2 separate regions of the Zea mays genome follow, and region 2 is linked to region 1. The links are chromatin contacts, called in public Hi-C maps. All regions are on one chromosome and are shown on one strand. Each heading gives the region's core, a stretch centred on a gene start, on an enhancer-like site or on the middle of the called end of the contact. The rest is flanking DNA. Distances are from core to core; before and after follow the strand shown. Region 1 has its middle 30 kb from the start of LOC103635202. Region 2 holds the start of LOC103635205 (probable chromatin-remodeling complex ATPase chain).

Region 1 (4,402 bases), core at 1,368-3,867:
CATCCATCGCTTGATCGCCGGTAAAACCACCTTTCCTTTGTCCGCCTTAATCTCCTCGTCGTGTAGCATGTCTTGATCGGGTTTTGGTACATTAGAACGCCAAAACGATGTGGCGTCGGTGAACCCCGGCCATGGCGGAGGAGCGTCGCCGTGCGCTGTCTACAGGGTGAGGGAGGAGTTGTGCGAGCCGTCGATCTTGCATAGATGGCTGAGATTACACTAGGCATGTACCCTTTCATATGTTGAATCTGTACCATCGATCACGTATCATGCAGTTCGATGCAGATCAGGGCGTTGGTATCTTTGTGGCTGTAGATCGGTGATCCAGTGGTCTTTATTACATACAGGTTCGTTTATGGGTGGATATAATCCGAGCCGTGTGTTTCTGATCCAGCGGCTCACGATCATCGAAACCCCTTCGGTTGTGGTCTTTTTCATAAGAGCCCCTATAGTTTTAGAATATAAACCCGCCGTCCCCTTAGGTTCAAAGAACCTCGCAAACAAGTCCTAAAATTCGTAATCAGACCCCTGTACTTATAGAGAATCATACCTGCCGTCCACTAAGGATTATAATTTATATAAAACGAATTTGAAAATGATTTTTGGTAAAAAAAACATAATTCTAGAAACTTTGGAAATTCATAGTTGTCACATTTCAACTCCAAATTACTCCGTTCAAATTGTGTTAGCTTTATAAAAATATTTTCTATACAGTAACAACAATATTTGTAGTATATCCTATAGTTTTATTATTGGAAATTGTTTAAACCTAGGTTTAGTAGATTAAATTTGCTAATCAAAATAACCTATCTATAATTATAAATCTAACTAAAACATGGTTATAACCTATACTAAAGTTGAGTTGGTTATTTCTTTGTAATAAGTTTCTCACATGATTTATAACATAGAAGATATTATTACCATTTAATCACCTATAAACTCTAAAAAACCATATCTTTTCAACCATAACTCCGAACTTAGTGATTTTCGAACCTATGATCTCATAACAACGCGTAGAACATTCTTACGCTATTTGTGCTCATGTTTGGTGTAATGTTATTTTTATGTACCCCTTATCTTTTTGTATGTATTGCTACGGGTAGCAGTCAGGTCACGAGAAACCCGAAGACTAATTTGGAAAAGTACCTGGAAACTCGAGTCACAGGCAAGTTGTGCACTTGATCACTCTTCTTTACCTAATAATGTTCTCTGTTAATCAATGTGACATGCTTAAGATAATTTGATGGGACCTAAAAGGTTTCCCTATATTTGTTTACCCCACCCCTTGCAAACAAATGAATTATTGGGTAGAGTAGCGATTACACTACCTAGTTTTGGGATTAATGTTACATTTGAATTATGATCATGTTCGTATTATGATGTTGTTTTAATTATTATTCATGACAAGATCATTATGTTAATTAGAACATGGAGCTTAACTTGAGATAACAGTGCTACCACAAGTGTGGTATGGGACGCCCTTGGCTGACTAATTAGGAAAGCTAGCGGAGACCTACCTTACCCGAAAGGGGCAATGGCGGTAGAGGAGTTGTGGTATAGGGAGGTTCTCAGGTCGATCATGCCGCGATGACTTTTCGAATGAGGGATTCCTATATTGCCCTTCTCAGAAACCGTAGCGGGTTTTCTGAAGCTTGTGGAACTTTGTAAAGGCCTCGTAGTGATACCCTGCCTCGTCTCCTCGACAGAGATGAATGGGCAGTCACGATCCCTTGGCAAATGGGTAACTCGACTTGTGGGAAAAGGGAGCAACCTTTGCAGAGTGTAAAACTGGTATATCAGCAATGCTCACGGTCAAGAGCGACTTAGGACTCTCGCATGATTAATTTATAGAACTAAACTCAAACTATCATTTGCATTGCATTGTGGGTGTTATTATTAATTGTGATCTCTTATTTAATTGGGTTGGTATCTACTTATACTTAGTAACTGCTAATAAAATTTTGACCAATTTTAAAAGCAATGCTTAGCTTTAACCATCTTCTTTTGTAAGCCTTACACTTCACATGGCCCCCACCGTAAGTGAGCTCATGCACATTATTCCCCACAACTTGTTGAGCGATGAAAGTATGTGAGCTCACCCTTGTTGTACTCACATCCCCATGTAAAGAACAGGTACTGTAGAATGAGGAGCATGAATGATGTCGCGATGAGTTCGTGAGAGGTCTAGGTCGTCGTCTCCTAGTCAACTATGATTTCTAGATTGTTGTATTTGTATGATGTTATTATTTAACTATTTTGTACATAACTCCATTATATATTAAAGATGTGACGTTTGTTTCTGTAACATGAGTCATCATATGTGTGAGACTTGATCTTAGTACACATTTAATTTGCCCCCGGTTTTACCCCTTAAATCCGGATGCGACACAATTCTCCCATGATCTAATCTTGATCGTCGTTCACAAAACAGATGACCACCGATCGATCCTACCCAACCGTTAACCTCGATCTAATCTCTACCGTATATCGCGAGATCTATGGTCGCGATTTTCAACTAAACAGAGCCCAAGCACAATCGCACGTTACCCGATCGACGCCCCAGATTTAACTGGGCGAAGAGGTATAGATACGTCTAATCTCCACCATCCAAATCTAGATGGATGGTCGAATGATCATCTTCTCCCTCCCAGCGGCAGAGTATAGCCGTGCACACCCAGCTGCGGCGGGGCCTCACCGGCGATGAGTCGATCTGGCGCCCAGGCCCTCTTGGATTCCTCTAGTGACTTGGAATTGAAGAGGAAGGTAACGCGAATTCGTCAAGGGAGTTTCTTACTGATGACGGCGGCGCGACGCGCATTGTCCACGGGAAGGGGAGGAACCGCCGAGACCAATGACTACCTATGAGAAATTCCACCGGTCTCGGATGAATCTACGCCCGATTACCCGCCCGAGCACGGTACCCGGCTACTTATGAACCACCACGAGCAATCCTTAGGTCACCGTCAGCATTGGACGCAAGACGCGGATGCGGCGGCTCGGCAAGGTGGTGGTGGCTGGAGAACGGGGTGCCTCTGCAAACGATGGCGAACGAAGGCCCCGAAGGCAGCGATCACGTTATATATCCTTGGTCCCAGGCTTCACGCCAGCTGGCGGCAATGGATTCCGTAGCCGGGAGAAAGGGAAGGAGGTTGCAGCCGCCACGGTTTTCCTGGGCTTCGAGAAGATCTACACGGGTGTTTCCTGACGTGCGAGGCCCACGTGACAGTCATAGACGAACGCGCGCGCGGGCATCTGGTGAACGGGCCCGGTCCGTCAGGGGGCTGGAAAGCGAGCGTGGTGGTGCGGCTGTCCGGTGGGCCCTTGTTATCAGCGACAAGCCGAGTGCCAGCGAACTGGGCCGAGGGGGTTTCGGGCCAATGGCAGTGTTACATTTTTTTTGTTTTTATTCTTCTCTTCTATTTCCAAATTCAAGGATTCAAAATAAATTTAAATTTCTGTTTTGAACTTCGGCCTTCCAAATATCCAATAATATCCCGATATGAATAATACTTCTAATATTTGCAATAATATTATTTATTTTATTTTTTTCTTCCCATTCTTTATTTCTTTTGTTCCCATATTTTCATATCTCAAATTTTAATTTGAAGCTAGATTTGTTTTAAATAGATTTGTTTTAAATATAAGTTTGAGTTTGATGCACAAACAAAGAAATTACATCATGATGCATAAGTTTCTGTAGTTTATAAGGTACAGTTGCCAAAGGATCTTTCCATAATGCACGACATGTTTCACATATCTCAGTTGAAGAAATGTCTTCGGGTTCCCAAACAGGTTGTTGAGATTTCAGATGTTAACCTTGGACCAGGTTTAACCTACTTGGAATATTCCATAAAGGTTTTGGATCAAAAGGATCGGGTTACTTGAAGAAAAGTTATCAAGTTTTATAAGCTACAGTGGAACCAACCCATGGAAGGTGAAACCACATTGAAATCGGAGGAGTTTCTGGAAAAGCATGTTGCTGAGTTTCTAATATCTTGTAAACCCAAAGTTTGTGTAGTTTATTTCTGATATAAACCAATAGGGGCACACCCCTCTCTTATTGGTGTAATGGGGAAAGAAACCAGTGACACATTTCCTTTTCCATTACCTAGACTAGAGTTTTAAATCTCAGGACGAGATTTCTTTTTACGAGGGAAGGCTGTAACACCCCTGGTGTTACGATAACTAAAATTTTTGCATGTCATCATCTGCACTTGCATTAACTTCTTGATACACCTAGAATACACTCACTAGGTCAAACTTTTTCAATAGTGTGATGTTGTGTGTTGGGTTTAGGGTTTATTTTAAGGACTTGGCTTAAGCTAGACAAGAATAGGTCATCTCTTGAGCAAGTAACAAATTTACTTGGAGTCTTGAAGTGCTAAATGCAAGTCCTAGAGTT
Region 2 (4,402 bases), core at 478-2,977, 560 kb before region 1:
AGTCATCTTTGATGCATGGCGTCCCCTACAAATGGACTCAACTCATCAACAAATAAATTACTTAACAAGTTAACGTAGATGTAGACAGAAAAGAACCTCGAATTTCATTGAGCTATGTCTTATGGTTCTGCATACAAAACAGTGAGCAGTACTACATAATATAAAGATAGTGAATATTACAAGATTAAATATTCAAATTAACAACTTCAATCTAAACTACAGGAACAGATGTAGAAGGTGCAACAGATGTCACCTCAATACAATACTGACAATTTCAGGAAAATAATAACAATATGAAAGATACACCTACGGGCTTGAGCAGAGAAGGTTGATTGTATTGTGTGTTGATTCATGTGCAAAGGTACATCATCAGTTAGAAGTGATGATGTGGTCATGATTGAAAGCTGAGAGCATCCTTCATAGTATTTTTAAACTTCAAAAGTGCTATGCCGAATGAAGTGCCAGCAATGTCCACTAAACTTAGAAGATAATTCGTAATTTCATATAGTCATGGCACAAACAAGACCAATGTTACCTCCCGCGTGGCTTTTTCTCGTTGGACTGACTTCCTTTTGCAAAGTGAGCAAATATTTCTGTCTGCTGAAGAAGGTACTTCAACCGTCCCTTCCCTTTATTGTTCTGTTGAGAAATATAAGATCAAGACAACATATATTAAGCCTAAATGGTTAATCCTGTGCAAACCATGCAATTGTACATGAGGATCCATTTAAAGACAGTATATACCATGTCAGCATCAATGGCGGCATTTTGAGTATCTAATATTTCTTGGATTTTATGTTTCTTCATCTTCTGGAGTTCTTTTAGCCTTGCTTTCTCTCGCTTCCCAACCACTGCATCAGTCTGCGGCAGACATGGTTAGGGCAAAGAAATGTAAAACTTTCACTACTTAAGTGTAGGGCATGACACAACAAAGGGTCCCCTCAACACATTAAACTCAGAACTAGAGATATATTATTTACCAATATTACTATTATCTTTGCATTATGGAAGAACCAGACAACAACAGCTTATGCCACAGCTCTGAGAAAAAATAAAAGCAGAAGTGCTTGCAACAATAACAAAACTAACAAATTAACAGAGACTATATCTAGCAATGACTGTAAAGCAGATTATTCTGAAACTATCTGGTCGGGAAAAAATTCAAATATTAGTATATTTCCAAAGCCCTCTTTAAATCAAATCCCTAAAAACGCGATTAAAACACTCAAACCCTAACCTCCCGCTCACCTCGTCGTCATCGTCCTTGTCCCTCGCGACGGGCTCGTCGTCCTCGGTGGACTGGGACTCGTCGTCGCCTTCAGCGGCGGTAACGGCACCGGCGTCCTCCTCGTCCTCAGCTCCAGCGCCGGTAGTGACGGCTTCGATCTCTTCCTCGTCGACCTCCTCCTCCTGCTGCCCCTCGCCCTCAGCTTCCTCCGCGGGCGGCGCCGCAGCATCCTCGTCGTCGTCATCCCCTTCCTCGCCAGATACGGAGCCGGCGGCGTCGGACTGGTCCTCCTCCTCGGCGGAGGACGAGATCTCCTCCTCATCGTCGTACTTCATCGGCTTCGCCATTGGGGCGGGCGGTGGCGGGAGAGGAAAGGTAGGGTTAGGGTTCCAGGGCGGGGCGTTTTGGACTTCGAGAGACGCAGCCTCGCAGGGGATTTAAGACTAAAATCAATTTGGGGGCAAATGGAGTGGCATATTTTATATTTGGCGCCCTGTACGAGAATTTTATGTTGTTTGCAGTTTTGAACCTAAAGTTTTATGTATTTCTGGTTAGTCCCTCCAGCATAAAAGCACCTTCAACAACGTGATCTATAAAAATGTTTATGATTTAAAATTTAATATGTTTTATAGAATTTATGGCACCAACAAACATTCCGCTTAAACAGTAAAACTCCAAATCTAGATTATAGAGCAGTATACTACGGTGTAGTATATTTGAGGCACTTGAGAAGGTGCCATATAATTTTTTGACTAAATTTTATGAAATGTGATACTGTTGGAGTCGTTTTTCCAGCATAGAGCCTCATATTTCAATTTTAGTCACCAATTTGAGGTATTGTTAGATATGCTCTAAAGGTCTAATGGATTTTCCGCAAATCTCTATCTCTACTCTACTATTATTAATGTGCACGTACGTTGTCACGGAAGTTAAAAATTAGTATAAATCATAGACACAGAATGACAAACATCACTATAATATATAAAAACCGTGTAACAAAATATCATCGTAACACTAATACTATATTAACGATATAGATATTTAATATTATATTATAAATAAGATGACTCAAATATAATGAACTGATGTCGAACAGACATTATAATATTACACAAATTATTTCTTAATAGAGTAGTATGGATTACATGGCATGAATCAGACAAATTACATGGTTAGAAACAATACTCAGTCAATAATGTTAGTGCCCTTATATTTATTTGTTTTTATGTTTAATGGTACAACCGGAGAAGCATAAAAGAAGAGGTTGGGTCATGATCCAACATACTAAAATACTCGTTTGCACGTTTACACATAATGCCTGATTACACATTAGTCGTGGCCTGATTGTACCTTACACAAATATACAAATGTTATATTCATCAACAATTGTTTGTATCAGATACTGCATCATATAATTTCACAAATCATATGAAACCCAAAGTTAACTACCTTACAAAAAAAATTATATTACTAATGTCTATCAAGAAAAAAAAAGAACTAATGGCCCAATATAGAACCGTACAAGTAAAAAACTCTACAAGAATCACAGGAAGGAAGAATTGAACAAAGGAAGAGAAGAAAATCATATGGTGAAGGGGAACAAAATGAATACAGCAGGATCAGTTCCTCCCATAATACAGATCGCTGCTTAAAGCTTGAACCCCACATCACTTCGCATCCCAGGAAATAGTCTGATGTCCTACGAGTAATTACGTCTCGCTCTCCCCTTCTTGGGGCTGGCTCAAATTGTAGAATCACATCACCAGAACCCATAATATGCCATCGTCATACGTCATTTTTTTACAAATAACCCCTCACAGCTATTTTAAATTAATCTGTTGTACGTCTATAGATGTCAAACGACGTCCGACACGGGCTAGATGCACGCGGACCACAACTATGGCACAGGCACGCGGACCACAACTATGGCACAGGCACGTCATACCGGCCGGTGTCGGGCCAGCCCGTTAGCCCGTCGATCCATTTAATTAAATCAGCGTAATGACGCCCGACACGGGCTAGATGCACGCGGGCCATAGTTGGCACAGGCATGCACGCGAGCCATAGTTGGCACAGGCACGTCATGCCGGCCTGCTAACTGTGTCGGGCCAGCCCGCTAGCCCGTCGATCCATTTAATTAAATCAGCGTAAAACGTTAAAAAATGGTGCAAGAGGTGGGGTTCGAACCCATGCCCTGATGGAAGAAGGGCGGGAGATACTGGGTGAAACTGTCTAACCAGTAGAACATCACGCTAAGATGTTTTTAATATTGAATACAAATTGTATATAGGTATATACGTTTTTTTGTAAAATAAAAAAATAATCGTGTCGGGTCGGGCCAGCACTACGAGCCGAGGCTACAACCCAAGCACAGCACGACGTTCTTTGCTCTTGCAAGCATTAGGTCGTTTCTCAAACCACATTGGCGCAATGGACTACATGGTGTTTGAGGTTGCTGAATTGGATGGAGCAGCAATGATTCGTCACACTAACAACAAAATGAAAGGTTATTTGTTGGTTTTAAACGTTAGTAATTGCTACGAAGTAGCGTAATTTATATGTAGCGCATCCAGTTTTTATTGATGCCTGACTTTAGCAATCACTCCATATTTTGATCTATCATTTTTATAAGTTTGACTTTATGGAACTTATTTTATAAACTTAATCTCACAAACTTTCTCTTACTTAGTCTCTGTATGATGGAATTATGTAATTTTATAATCTCTGTTCATTCAGTCAATCGTTGTGAACTCTTTTCTAATCGCTCACTTCATTGGTTGTGTTGTACCAAGACATATTTGCATGGAGTAAACAATAAAATCAGTTAGCTAAATCAAAAAATATATTATATAGAGAGCGGAGACAATCAATAAAAAATCTTGAATTTTTTTTATGGATAGTTTATATGGGTATTATCGTAAGCTGTCGCAACGCACGGGCAACCGACTAGTTAAATACAAAAAGGACTGTTGTTATCTGATAAATGTAACAACAATCACACAAAAGCCAAGTACAAAAGTAAAAATTGAAATACATGTTTATTCTACCTACGGGTAATATTGTAAGAGCTATAAGAAACTGAAGCTTTCTTTTTCTACAAACCATTATTGTATCTAACGATATAGTGATCAACACCAACTCCTGGAAGGGTGAAGCCTGCCCTTGTCAAAAGGT

Evidence for each region. A called contact is a pair of places that touch in the nucleus more often than the background predicts.
Region 2: a Hi-C map of ear shows a contact between it and region 1, with 3 times the contacts expected there. The contact joins the promoter of LOC103635205 here to the enhancer-like site in region 1. A contact is called at or near these places in 4 of 25 Hi-C or Micro-C datasets (ear, leaf, leaf mesophyll and 1 more).

Annotation. Positions count from the first base shown.
Region 1 is chr8:53,959,971-53,964,372 of Zm-B73-REFERENCE-NAM-5.0, reverse strand. No RefSeq gene overlaps it. Among protein-coding and RNA genes, the nearest start is that of LOC103635202, 30 kb to the right of the region's middle. Within about 2 kb of position 2,617, at least 17 of the 20 cell types and tissues checked have an H3K27ac peak or open chromatin away from gene starts, as enhancers often do. A contact at or near this core is called in ear, leaf, leaf mesophyll and 1 more, where this site is marked.
Region 2 is chr8:54,520,092-54,524,493 of Zm-B73-REFERENCE-NAM-5.0, reverse strand. LOC103635205 (probable chromatin-remodeling complex ATPase chain) reads right to left here and starts at 1,727. Exons shown (of 25, transcript XM_008657719.3): 1 at 1,249-1,727; 2 at 745-861; 3 at 536-639; 4 at 1-25. The coding sequence starts at 1,575.